Linked DNA regions of Bos taurus: region 2 is linked to region 1. A link is a contact called in public Hi-C data. All regions are on one chromosome and are shown on one strand. Each heading gives the region's core, a stretch centred on a gene start, on an enhancer-like site or on the middle of the called end of the contact. The rest is flanking DNA. Distances are from core to core; before and after follow the strand shown.

Region 1 (6,489 bases), core at 103-2,602:
CTTAACTAAGCAGCTGATGGATTTAATCTTTTTGTGCTTATAGTATATCTCTTCAAACACAGGATTAGTATAAGTTTAAAAAATCAGAATGGGTTACCCAAGCTTTTTATAGATTTTTTCATTTGCTAACAGATGACAGAAAATAGAACTTTGGAGCATTTCTGAGAACAAGTTCTGTCACTCCAGCTTGGAAAGCTTCATTGCCTGGATTCATTCACAAAAGAATAGGTTTCTATTTGAAGAGGAAAGAGACCTCCGTCTCTCGCCTAGGGATCTACTTTCTTTTGATTTTGCATCCATTGTTATTTAAAATAGCATTAAAAGATTCAGTGAGTTATTCTGCATAGTTATATCAGAAAAGGAACCATACCTGGTGTAATCCCCTTTGGCTTCCTAAAAAAAAAAAAGATGATCAGTTTGTACTGATGTTAATCAAGCTAAAAGAATTTTTACTCTTGATCATTCTCTACTCTTAAAATGCCCGAGTTTTGTTTCGAATTTTTTTTTTCCTCAAGGAACATTTTCCCTATCTACCACACTGGAGAAAAATGTGGCATTTAGGACATTGCTATTACTCATTAATTTTTCTTGTTTTTAACAGACAAGACAAATCTATCTGAAAACACATAAATGATTATTTCTCCTTTTAAGTTTTGAAGATCACGTGATAAATGCTTGTCTACCAGAGCAGCACACTTTTTAGTCTGGATGCAGACCTTTTAAATCATTACACAGATAAACCAACACATGCCATTTACTTTCTTTTTTTAAACCAGCATAGAACCCACTGTTTTTCTACTATGCATGGCTTTAAGAATTAAAGGGCTCTTTAACTCAACCTCAAGAAAAAGTATACAAAAGTTACTAAATTTAAATGCAGATTACAGCTGTTGTGACAACTGCCACCTCCCAAATTCAAGTCACCCAGAGCTCTTTGCCAGGAATATGGTCTTAACGCTCCTTCCTCAGTGAAGTCTAAATTTCATTTTCTTCTGAGACACACAATGCCACATTCTCCCTCATCATTTAAACCACACGAAAACAGAAAACGGTGGCTCACATCTTATTCTGGCAAACAACCAGGCGACTTTAGAACATCAGCTACTGGCCCATGCAAAAGTCTCCGAATTTCAGGCAGTTCACAAAACCCAATACACAAAACAAGCAAGTAAAAAGCGGTTTGTCAGTTCTTACCTGTAGAATGAGTGCCGCTAACCTGAAGATAGTTTCGCTGTCTACTTCGATTTGCCCCTGTCGGAGGAAAAGGAAAGCATCACTGAATACAGGCTGCCCTAGGTCGTAGCAAATGGCTGTGGAGTTTGGGAAGCTGTCACAGCTTGGCACCTCCAGTTTACGATCAAATGCAGATCATACCATTCCGGAGGAAAGGGAGGGGGGGCGTGGAGAGACACATCCAGGGTTAAGGGGAAGCCACAGGGTGTGTGTGTGTGTGTGTGTGTGTGTAAAAGAGAGAGTGTGCGCTTTAATTAGCTGTGGGAAATTGTGTTTTGAGAGCAGTATTCTGGAAGGAACACACATGACTGAAAATTCAGACAGACTCTAAATGCATGAATAATTTTTATCTAAGTTCATTTTTACGCTCCGATTTTCTTAGTTTGTTTAGTGTTTTCCTGCATCATAGCAATTATTTTGGTATACATACACAATGCAAATATTATAAAAAATGTAAGTTCCACTTCTGTGTCAATGAGACTCTTGAATTAATATTTATAGTTTTATAGAGAAAATGTAAAGCCTTAAGAACCAGTTACAGCAAATGCTTAAAAGGCCAAAATTCTGTTGCTTTATATTGAAGTTTGATGAATCCTAATTTATCCTTTTTCCAGTATTTTATTTTTTAAGATCCCAAAGAAGAATAGGAGTTTGACAGGAATACTTACTCAGGAAGGGATACACAAGTGTGTGTGTGTGGGGGGGGGGAGCAAGGGATGGGGGACTGCCTCTATCAATAATACTCACATATACCTTCATTTATTTTGTTAAATGTGATGACATAAGTAAATACCATTATTGCATTGTATGATAAATTCAACACTGAGTAGTAGACTAGGGTCATTATTTAAAAAACAATTTTTTGGGGTAAGATGCTAGCTTATAAGCATTACCACATGCTAAAACAATTCCATATAACCCTCTCCTTGTGTAAATCCTGTATAATTAGTACTCAGACTGCATAGTGTTTAAGAACACAGGTCTGCAAATTGCCCTGCACATTTTCTTTCTCCTTTCTACCTGTTGAATCTGGGCTGAAGAGTTTTGTAATTACACCAAGTGTATCAGTGGTAAGTAATTTAGTAGTTTTAAAGTAAATGCACATTAGGTAGGTTTATAGGAGCAGTTAGCTCAGTGAGAATTTCTGGAAGGTTTATGCTTCTCTCTCAAGTTTCCAAATGACTTGACTGGGCTTCTCAAAAAAAAGAAAAAAAAAAAAAAAAACCCAAAAAACAAAAACTAGTAACAACAATTCTTTTAGAACTCATAAAATAAAAATATACAGCCCCCAAATCAGGGATGTTACAATGTCAGCAGTGATAATTATCTGTGTTTCCCTTTTATTACAGAATGAAAACAAATTAACTTCATTTTCCAACATCTAAGTATTCCTTCTGAAACCTGAGGCAGAGGATCTGCTTCAAAGTTTTTTGCTTCAAAAGCTGACAGGCCCAGAGCCTTGGAATTCAAAGCTCGCCTATAATCTCTAGAAACAGATTATAAAATCAAAGAAGCCAGGTTGATTGCAGAAATCAATTGCCCTCTGTCTTTCAGGCAAGAGACAGTGGTTTTCTAATCTGGTGAAAGATGATGAAGCAGTTAATCCAACAGGTGAGGAAGGCGCTGATCAAGATTTAAATTTTAGAAAGGCTGAATCCCTTCTCTTCAAAGAAAAAGAAACTCATGCAGAGGGAGGAGAGCTTCGGGCCGGGGTTGGGAGGGGGGGTGGTGGCTAAAAAACATCTTTGTGGAGTTTGAAATTAGACCTGACCTCGTTAAGTTAAATTTGTCTTAAAATTGGAGAGGAGATCAAGTATGTTAGTTCAAATATTAAAAAAAAAAAAAAAAAAGCAACTAAACTAAAGATGAATAAAATATATTGAAAATTACTGCCAACTCCTCTGCCACCCTGTGACCCCTGTGCTTCATCAGAATCTTAGATGAGTCATTTGAACAGTATTTTACACACCAACTTTTCAATTTAGTAAATGGAAGTCCAGCAGATAAAAAGACCTCAAACAGATACTTTTAAGGAAGCTGCCAAATATTTCTCTAACTTAGAAGAGTCATTAAATATTAAAAATGCTGAAATGAGGAGCTGAGGTATGAAAAGTACCAGGCTGGGACAGCTCTAGAGGAATAGGGAAGCAAATACGAACCTCACCTGTGGATTTTTTCACCTACAGTTCAGTTCAGTTCAGTCGCTCAGTCGTCTCCAACTCTTTGTGACCCCATGGACTGCAGCACACCAGGCCTCCCTGTCCATCACCAACTCCCAGAGTTTACCCAAACTCATGTCCATTGAGTCAGTGATGCCATCCAACCATCTCATCCTCTGTCGTCCCCTTCTCCTCCCACGTTCAATCTTTCTCAGCATCAGGGTCTTTTGCAATAAGTCAGCTCTTTGCATGAGGTGGCCAAAGTATTGGAGTTTCAGCTTCAACATCAGTCCTTCAAATGAACACTCAGGACTGATCTCCTTTAGGATGGACTGGTTGGAGGTCCTTGCAGTCCAAGGGACTCTCAAGAGTCTTTTTCAACACCACAGTTCAAAAGCATCAATTCTTTGGCACTCAGCTTTCTTTATAGCCCAACTCTCACATCCATACATGACTACTGGAAAAACCACAGCCTTGACGAGATGGAGCTTTGTTGGCAAAGTAATGTCTCTGCCTTTTAATATGCTGTCTAGGTTGGTCATAACTTTCCTTCTGTTAGGTAGGTAAAAATAGGAAAAAGGAGTCCAAAATGGCGGTGGCTAAAAGACAAGGAAGGGAAAAGCCCGCGAAAACAGAACAAAAGAAGGTCCGAGGACCCGAGTGAGGACCTCCGGTAAAACAAACAGCACTCCTGACTGGCCCAATTTACATAGGACAGGCCCAGGGAGACATAAACATATAGAGGAGCCAAAGCTAACTCTTTCTCTCTTTCTTTCTCTTTCTCTCTCTCTCTCGCACGCGCGCTGGGGCGCTCTTCTCCTCATGTCTTTAGATCGATGTGCCCTCACACCTCGAAGATGGATTTTCCTGCTATCTTCTAAATAAAATAGAGCTGTAACACTGAGCTGTAACACTGATTTGTCTAAGAGCTATAACATGGTCCTTTTGAGACCTGAGAGCTATAACACGGTCTATCCAAGACCCAAAAGCTCTGACACGCCGAGGGGGCTTTAATGTCCATCACTCCAAATCTTTGTTGTGATGAGACAAAGAGCTGAGGAACATACACTCGCATGATACTTCTAAGGAGTAAACGTCTTTTAATTTCATGGCTGTAATCACCATCTGCAGTGATTTTGGAGCCCCAAAAAATAAAGTCTGACACTGTTTCCCCATCTATTTGCCATGAAGTGACGCGACCAGATGTCATGATCTTAGTTTCTGAATGTTGAGTTTTAAGCCAACTTTTTCACTCTCCTCTTTCACTTTCATCAAGAGGCTCTTTAGTTCTTCTTCACTTTCTGCCATAGGGTGATGTCACCTGCATATCTGAGGTTATTGATATTTCTCCTGGCAATCTTGATTCCAGCTTGTGTTTCATCCAGCCCAGCATTTCTCATGATGTACTCTGCATATAAGTTAAATATGCAGGGTGACAATATACAGCCTTGACATACTCCTTTTCCTATTTGGAACCAGTCTGTTGTTCCATGTCCAGTTCTAACTGTTGCTTCCTGACCTGCAAACAGATTTCTCAAGAGGCAGGTAAGGTGGTCTGGTATTCCCATCTCTTTTAGAATTTTCCACAGTTTGTTGTCATCCACACAGTCAAAGACTTTGGCATAGTCAATAAAGCAGAAATAGATGTTTTTCTGGAACCCTCTTGCCTTTTTGATGATCCAGCGGATGTTATCTCTGGTTCCTCTGTCTTTGCTAAAACCAGCTTGAACATCAGGAAGTTCATGGTTCACATATTGTTGAAGCCTTGGAGAATTTTGAGCATTACTTTAGTAGTGTGTGAGATGAGTGCAATCGTGTGGTAGCCTGAGCATTCTTTGGCATTGCCTTTCTTTGGGATTGGAGTGAAAACTGATCTTTTCTAGTCCTCTGGCTACTGCTGAGGTTTCCAAATTTGCTGGCATATTGAGTGCAGCACTTTTACAGCATCATCTTTTAGGACTTGAAATAGCTCAATTGGAATTCTATCACCTCCACTAGCTTTGTTCGTAGTGATACTTCCTAAGGCCCACTTGACCTCACATTCCAGGATGTCTGGCTCTAGGTGAGTGATCACACCATCGTGATCATCTGGGTCGTGAAGATCTTTTTTGTACAGTTCTTCTGTGTATTCTTGCCACCTCTTCTTAATATCTTCTGCTTCTGTTAGGTCCATACCATTTTGAGCCCATCTTTGCATGAAATGTTCCCTTGGTATCTCTAATTTTCTTGAAGAGATCTCTAGTCTTTCCCATTCTATTGTTTTCCTCTATTTCTTTGCACTGATCATTGAGGAAGGCTTTCTTATCTCTCCTTGCTATTCTTTGGAGCTCTGCATTCAAATTGGGTATATCTTTCCTTTTCTCCTTTTCCTGTAGCTTCTCTTCTTTTCACAGCTACTTATAAGGCCTCCTTAGAGAGCCATTTTGCTTTTTTGCATTTCTTTTTCTTGGGGATGGTCTTGATCCCTGTCTCCTGTACAATGTCACAAAGCTCATTCCATAGTTCATCAGGCACTCTGTCTATCAGGTCTAGTCCCTTAAATCTATTTCCCACTTCCACTGTATAATCGTAAGTGATTTGATTTAGGTCATATCTGAATGGTCTAGTGGTTTTCCCTACTTGCTTCAAATTAAGTCTGTTTGGCCGCTCCAGCCACCTACACAATGGCCCCAACACAACTGTGGTGGAGGAAGACACCGGGGGGATGCAGAGGTAGGGTCCTTGAAAAGTCTCATTCCAGGAGGAGAGGACAATGCCTGGTTTGGCAAAGCTCCACATTCTTTTAAACATCTTAGCCCCCACCTCACCTTTTAGTTAACCACTGTCCTGGAAATCCAAGGCAACATATTTTATTTTAAGTTCCAGTACTGATTGTCAAGGTTATCTGACCTGTGCGTGGAGTTCATCCCAAACAATGGATGAACCAAGAATAATAGGATTTTGCCTGGTTCTCAGTGCTTTCATATGGTGAAACTTAATTAAGACTCATACAGAACTCTAGAATTTCATGCCTGAAGGGTAAAAGTTCTTTAGAAACTGCAGTCTGCTCTGGAGAGAACATTTCTTTCACTTACAACCATGGTAACAGCGGTAACAT
Region 2 (6,682 bases), core at 3,319-5,818, 48 kb before region 1:
AATTTCAAAATTTTATTCAAAACTGCTGTATACTATAGGTTCTCTCATATGCTTACTTATTCTGGAAATAATGGGTTAAAAGATACATTTAAAAGTGGTTTACAACCAAAAAAAATAAAAGTACATTAAGATATAGATGGCTCGCACACTCTCTAATCCAAAAATATTACCTGAGGAAATTAAACTGCCGTTGCTTGCCATAATGAACTGGCTTTTCGCCTCGAGTGTCACCGGTTTAGAGACCCTTGGTGCTCCTGTCTCTGTCAAGTCCATTGCGATATCGTCTAAACTCCTGGCTGAAGGGATTTTTGCCTAACACAACATGGAAAGGGAATTCATTCAGTCACACCTATTTTAAATTAATAAAACGATTCAGTTAATATGGAATAAAAATGTCAACACAAAGGACGATACAGAACTTTTATATACTATAGTGGTATTTTTCAGAAAAAAATTCAGACTTCAGCTTTGTCACTAAAATGTTTTATTAATCACGCATGATTCTTCCTCATGGTATAGTTCAATCATTAACATAAAAAAGTCATGAGTGCACAGACTCACACAATGCCTAAAAGTTGGCGAATCTTACAACTTTCAGAGCAGGCTATAGGTTGCCCATCTGTTAAATGTAAGAAAAATTAAAACAACTGGTAGTAAAGTTAAAAAAAAAACCCACAAGACTCAAGAAACAAAAACGCATGAGGTTGCATCTTTTCTAAGAAAGTTTATCTTCTGAATGGAAAGTAAATGAGGGATGGGACTTTGTCCTTGTAGAAATACTTTCAGTTACTTACTTTGCTTTGCTTCCGGTCCAAGTAAAACTGATGCTGACTAATTGCCATTACCCAGATGGACTTGATGAGAGAGGAGTTCGCATACCACGTTTGCACGAAGAGGCCACTCTGCCCAAAAGTTCTTCTGGATACTGAAATCCTAAAAGATTAAGGAAAGCACTCATGATTTGTTTCTGGCCCAGCATAACATCAATGGCACCCCACTCCAGTACTCTTGCCTGGAAAATCCCATGGACAGAGGAGCCGGGTAGGCTGCAGACCATGGGGTCGCTAAGAGTCGGAAACGACTGAGCGACTTCACTTTCACTTTTCACTTTCAGGCATTGGAGAAGGAAATGGCAACCCACTCAAGTGTTCTTACTTGGAGAATCCCAGGGACGGGGGAGCCTGGTGGGCTGCCATCTATGGGGTTGCACAGGGCTGCCATCTATGGGGTCGCACAGAGTCTGACAGGACTGAAGTGACTTAGCAGCAGCAGCAGCAGCAGCAGCAGCAGCATATCAAATGTACCCAGTGGGTAACATTGTAACAAAGTATCTCCTTAATTGTTTTTCCTCTGCCACACCCTTGCCTTCAAGGACCAAGCCTCTGATTGTCTCCTTTTTATGAGAAAGCCAATCACACTTGGGTATCTCCTCATAAAAGCAGTATATTAAACAATACAAACACACATCTTCAAAAGCAGATGAGAAAATGGACAGAGTATTAGAAAAAGAATAGACACATGTATATGTATAACTGAATCACTTTGCCGTACGCATGAAACTAACACAACATTGTTAAACAATTATGCTCTAATACAAAATGAAAATTTTTAAAGTAATTAAGAGAAAATGATTATTAATATGTCAACCATATAATATTTTAGAAAAACCTAAGTCTAGTAGACTTGTGTACATAAATATAAACATTCTGTACTCTGCACAGAAGCATGATACTGGAAATAATAGAAATTAAAAATTATTTCATAGCAGATGAGAATTAGCCACATTGGAGGCTGTACTAAAAACATCAAATTAAAGACCACAGATGTGCGATGTGCAACCATCACAAAAAGGTGAGAATAAATGTGTTACTTTAAAGATCAAGAGATCATGACCTGTGGGATCAGCACCTTCCTCCAAGGAAAGAGAGCATCTCAGATCTAGCTATTGTCTGGCTTTGGCACTATCAGAGGATGAGCATAATAATATTGTCTGATAATATGCATGTTTGAAACTGGCCCAGATTACTGCTTATGTACTGGATGAAAAGAGAGAGGGTCAGAGGACAGAGCAAGAGAAGCAAAGATGGGGGCAGGGTTGCGGGGAGAAGAGCACCAGTGTTCCTTGTAGGAATCTGCCTTGTATCTCCAGGTCATCTTTTTGCCACAGCTGTTTCCTCCATCCCTCTGACCTCCAAATATCCATAAACTTATATCTGAAAAGCAACCACTGCGAGCTGATAAGGAATTCCTCTGAGGAACTTGGAGAGCCTACAATCTTGACTTTAATTCATGTTGATAATTTAGGAACTTTTTTAAGTGACCAAGAATAGCAAACTTAAAAATGAGCAAAGGATCTGAATAAACATTTCTCTAAAAAAGGTAGACAAATGGCCGATGAGTCCATGAAAAGATGCTCGGTGAGCAAATCTAAACCAGTATGAGTTATCACTGCACACCATCAGGATGGCTATTTACACACACACACAGAAAAACTAACAAATATTAGAGGATGTGGAGAAAATGAAACCATGCAGAGTTTTGGTAGGGATGTAAAAGGGGATAGCTGCTTTGGAAAACAGTCTGACAGTTCCTCAGAAGGTCAAAGAGAGTTACGATTTGATCAAGCAATTCTACTCCTAGGTATGCACCCAAGAGAAATGAAAACATGTGCACATGAATATTCATAGCAGCATATGTGGCTAGTCATTGGACCCGTACAGAAAAAAAGGCTTTTATTCTCACCTCCGTGGATCATGAACTTCAACAGCAAACTTTTTCTCACGGAAATATAAGTTCTCCAGCTGTTTCCATTGGAATAACTAAGAAATGAAGAAAACAAAAATGCAACACAGCTTTAATTAATGTTAACTTTTACTAAGTCTAGAAATCAGCTTAATAATAAAAAAATCAAGAATTAAGTTTGAGATTAGGCATATGCCTTTTCACAAACCAACTATAGCGTGAAACCAGTTTATTCCTTCTTTTGACAGTAATCTTCACTTTATCACTGTTTCCCGAACAATAAAACCAAGCAACTGTGGGGAACATGCATACTATTTTTCCTTTGACTCAACGAAATAAAAGAGTGAGTAAGGAAATTGTAGATTCCAGTAAGCACATGCCTTCTGATCAAAGATGTTGACTTCATATTTAAATGGAAAGAGATTCAAAGGAATGTTTCAATAAGACCACAGATTAAATTTCAAAAGAATGCAAAGTGAAAGTAAAACGGAACCCCAAGCAAGGGTGATTCTCAGTGATAATTTCCCCACGTACAAGAGTTCCCCTAAATGCCACAGAAACTTGAGTGCTAGAAATTGGAGGCTCGGTGGGATGGGAGTGAATGCTGACACTGCTCTCTTGGTTTCTGAGCTAAAGCTTCCAGTTTTTGTAAGAGAATTCATCAACATATTCCCACTGTTGATACTCTAATGCCGCACCAGGTGTTATCTGCCAGTTGGGTGGGAGAAATACAACTTACTAGCAATGGGCATCTGAAAATTTAACTTGTAAAAAGCAGCTCATTCACAGAACTGAGTGGGCCCTCCTGCGTTTTCTGGGTTCATTCCCAACCCTTCACATTAGCCTGAGACCCAGCTTGTCCTTTGAACTTTGACTTCGTAGTTGGGAATTCCTCTTCTCCACCCCAGTCTTGGTCAGAGAAATACTAGCACAGCAATTTCATTCCATTATTAGACTTTAGCTGGATTTTTAACTTACGTTCAAAGAATCTTCATAAAACATTCTAATCATTAAGAAAATAACTTCTCCGCAATGCACCACCAGCAAAACCATTTCCTGGGGTACAGGAACCAAGACTTTTCACCAACCTTATCTAAAAGAAACAGCACAAGCTGATGGTTCCCACGCACATACAGCTGGGAGACAGACCTGTTCAAACTGGACCCTCCACCTCAAACAGTGAAATAAACCATCACCCACTGAGAACACAGCGCTTTGTCGTCTGAGCACCTAGCGTCTAACTATAACCCTCGCCCAGGTAGAAAGAGGAATTCGTGGGAGCTTAAAGGTACATACCGATTTCCTAAAACTTCTGTAGTTTCCAGGCTTTCATGTCTTTTAATCCCAAGGTTCCAAAAGTGAGATACCAAGGGGAAGGGAATCTCCGAGGTGCTCTCTCCCTCCCCCTCTCCCTCCTGTCCCAGCCGGGCAGCTCCGGTGAGTTCTGCACAGAGTTTCCTAAGACACTTAGGTGTAACTCAGTTTCACAAACCGAGCCTCCCACAGCTGACACGCTACTGACATCAGCAATTCCTCCAAGTGACACCACCCGGGTTCCATTCCTTCCTCCATCTGGGAGAGGACAGCCAAGTTCTCTCTGGCAGATTTCCCCGGGAGAGAGACGCACTTTCCACACGGGGTATGGGGGAGATTCAGATGGTATTTCCTGGGAAGTCAGTTGCTTTGAATCCAGGCACAAATTTCACTGGAGGCTGGGCGAAGGAGACGCTGCTCCTGGTTTACTCACCCTGGCCGTGAACAGGTTCGACAGGAAGAGCCACAATGCAGCTCAGCTGTGTTTTCCTTTGCGTCCATTCCCACACACATAAAAACTAGGGCTGGACTTGAAACCTGATCTCTGTAAAGCTGCCACCTCCCCCTCTTATCACTTACAAACGTGAAACACAAGGCTCTCCATTCGGCACATCCCAGCGTTGAGAACAGACAGCCCCCTGCAGCAAAAACCCTACTTAAACAGTGAAAGGTTTCAGCTAATTTTAAAGAATTTGAAAAAATGAGATGGCAACTGGGTTTGCAAATGAAGTTATGGGAATGAGACTGCATTTTTAAGTCTGAAAGGCAAAGCCATTTCCCCAACTTAAATCTTAAAAAGTTGTTGTGATGGGGGAGAGGGGTTGGGGGAATTCCCTGGCGGCCCAGTAGTTAGGACCTGGCGCTTTCACTGCGTGAGTTTGATCCCTGGAGTTTTTGCAAAATGTGATTTCACATATGTGCCTGTAATAGTATAAAAGTGAACAGGAATGGCACAAACTTCATTCATGACAGCGGTTCAGGACAGTAGAATGTACGAGGGGTTCATGGCACCACAAACTTCAGCATTACTAGTCATGTTTATTTTATTAATAAAAATAAGATGAAGTCAATATAACAAAATATTTGTTATCATCAGTTTAAGTGGTTATGCAGGTGTTGTCACATTCTTGGTATTCCTGTTTTTTTTTTTTTAATTTCTAAAAATTATAGAAGTTTGTATAAAATGAACAAAGGTCGGTCTGTTTCATACAAGAGTGAGATTTCCACTTCCTAACCATTGGGAATCGTCTAATTTAGACATGTATTACCTGTGTGATTCTTATCACTGTTTGAAGTAGCAAGGAAAACACTTCTAACTGTAGTGGCACTTGATCTAGCTGGCAGCTGGAAATAAGCTAGCTTGTCAAATTTCTGAAACCATTCTTCCATCGTGCTTTTAAACTATCTTGGAGTTCTAGATCTCAGAGAGCCGGGATGAGGCTCGGAAAATGGCAGTGGAGCTGAGGTGAAGTGGATTCCTTTACTCATTCAACACGCCCAGGAACGCACCTGGCACGAGCAGTCAATTGCCCAATCTGCATTCCTGTCCTTTAGGCCAGTGTTTTCCTTATAGGGTAAATACAAGGTCCCTCTTTGGTCAAAATCACTCAAGATTTTAGGCCAGTGGAAGGATAAGGGGAAAACGTTAGAAAGATATCCACCAGGCTGACCTGACTTGCTGGGGTCTCTATTTAAGAGAAATGGCCTGATGGGGAATTCCCTGGTGGCCTCCAGTGTATGCACGCTCAGTCATGTCTGACTCTCTGTGACCCCATGGACTGTAGCCCACCAGGCTCCTCTGTCCATGAAATTTCCCAGGCAAGAATACTGGAGTGGGTTGCCATTCTGTTCTCCAGGGGATCTTCCTGACCCAGGGATCAAACCCAAGTCTTCTGCATTGCAGGCAGATTCTTTACCTCTGAGTCATAAGGGAAGCTTCTCTTGGTGGTCTAGTGGTTAGGATTTGGTGCTTTTACTGCTGTGGCCTGGGATTCAATCCTTGATGGGGGAACTAAGATCCCTGCAAGTCAAGCTGCACAGTGCAGTGAAAAAAAGAGAGAGAGAGAGAAATGGCCTGACATGTTAATAAACCACTCCAGTAATCCTGTCTGGAAAATTCCATGAATGGAGAAGCCTGGTGGGCTACAGCCCATGGGGTTGCAAACAGTCAGACACGACTGAGTGACTAAACAACTCTAAATAAATCACCTGAAAGATGAAGAAGAATTGCAAGAAACCATTTAAGGAAAAAGATCAAGGTTCAAAGGAAGGCACAAACGAGCTAAGTATGCTTTACTGGACCCCGTACAGAGAAGCACTATTATAGGGTATGCTGTCTTACAGGATAGAACAAGGCTACTATATATATTGAATCTTCCCTCATAGCTCAGTCGGAAAAGAAATCTGCCTGCCACGCAGGCAGACCTAGGTTCAATTCCTGGGTCGGGATGATCCCCTGGAGAAGGAAATGGCAACCCACTCCAGTATTCTTGCTTGGAGAATCCTGTGAACAGAGGAGCCTGGCAGGCTACAATCCACGGGGTCACAAGAGTTGGACACGACTTAGCAACTAAACCACAAACACCACTATATATATTTTATGCATGTATATGTATAGAGAAAATTT

What was found. A called contact is a pair of places that touch in the nucleus more often than the background predicts.
Region 2: a contact with region 1 is called in a Hi-C map of liver, with 6 times the contacts expected there. The contact joins the promoter of FRMD4B here to the enhancer-like site in region 1. A contact is called at or near these places in 2 of 11 Hi-C or Micro-C datasets (liver and skeletal muscle).

The regions. Positions count from the first base shown.
Region 1 is chr22:32,301,589-32,308,077 of ARS-UCD2.0, reverse strand. It overlaps a transcript of FRMD4B not described here. Among named protein-coding and RNA genes, the nearest start is that of FRMD4B, 50 kb to the left of the region's middle. Within about 2 kb of position 1,352, at least 21 of the 102 cell types and tissues checked have an H3K27ac peak or open chromatin away from gene starts, as enhancers often do. A contact at or near this core is called in liver, where this site is marked.
Region 2 is chr22:32,352,734-32,359,415 of ARS-UCD2.0, reverse strand. It overlaps FRMD4B (FERM domain containing 4B), which reads right to left and starts at 4,568. Exons shown (of 13, transcript NM_001102099.2): 1 at 4,490-4,568; 2 at 2,743-2,819; 3 at 795-933; 4 at 171-312. The coding sequence starts at 842.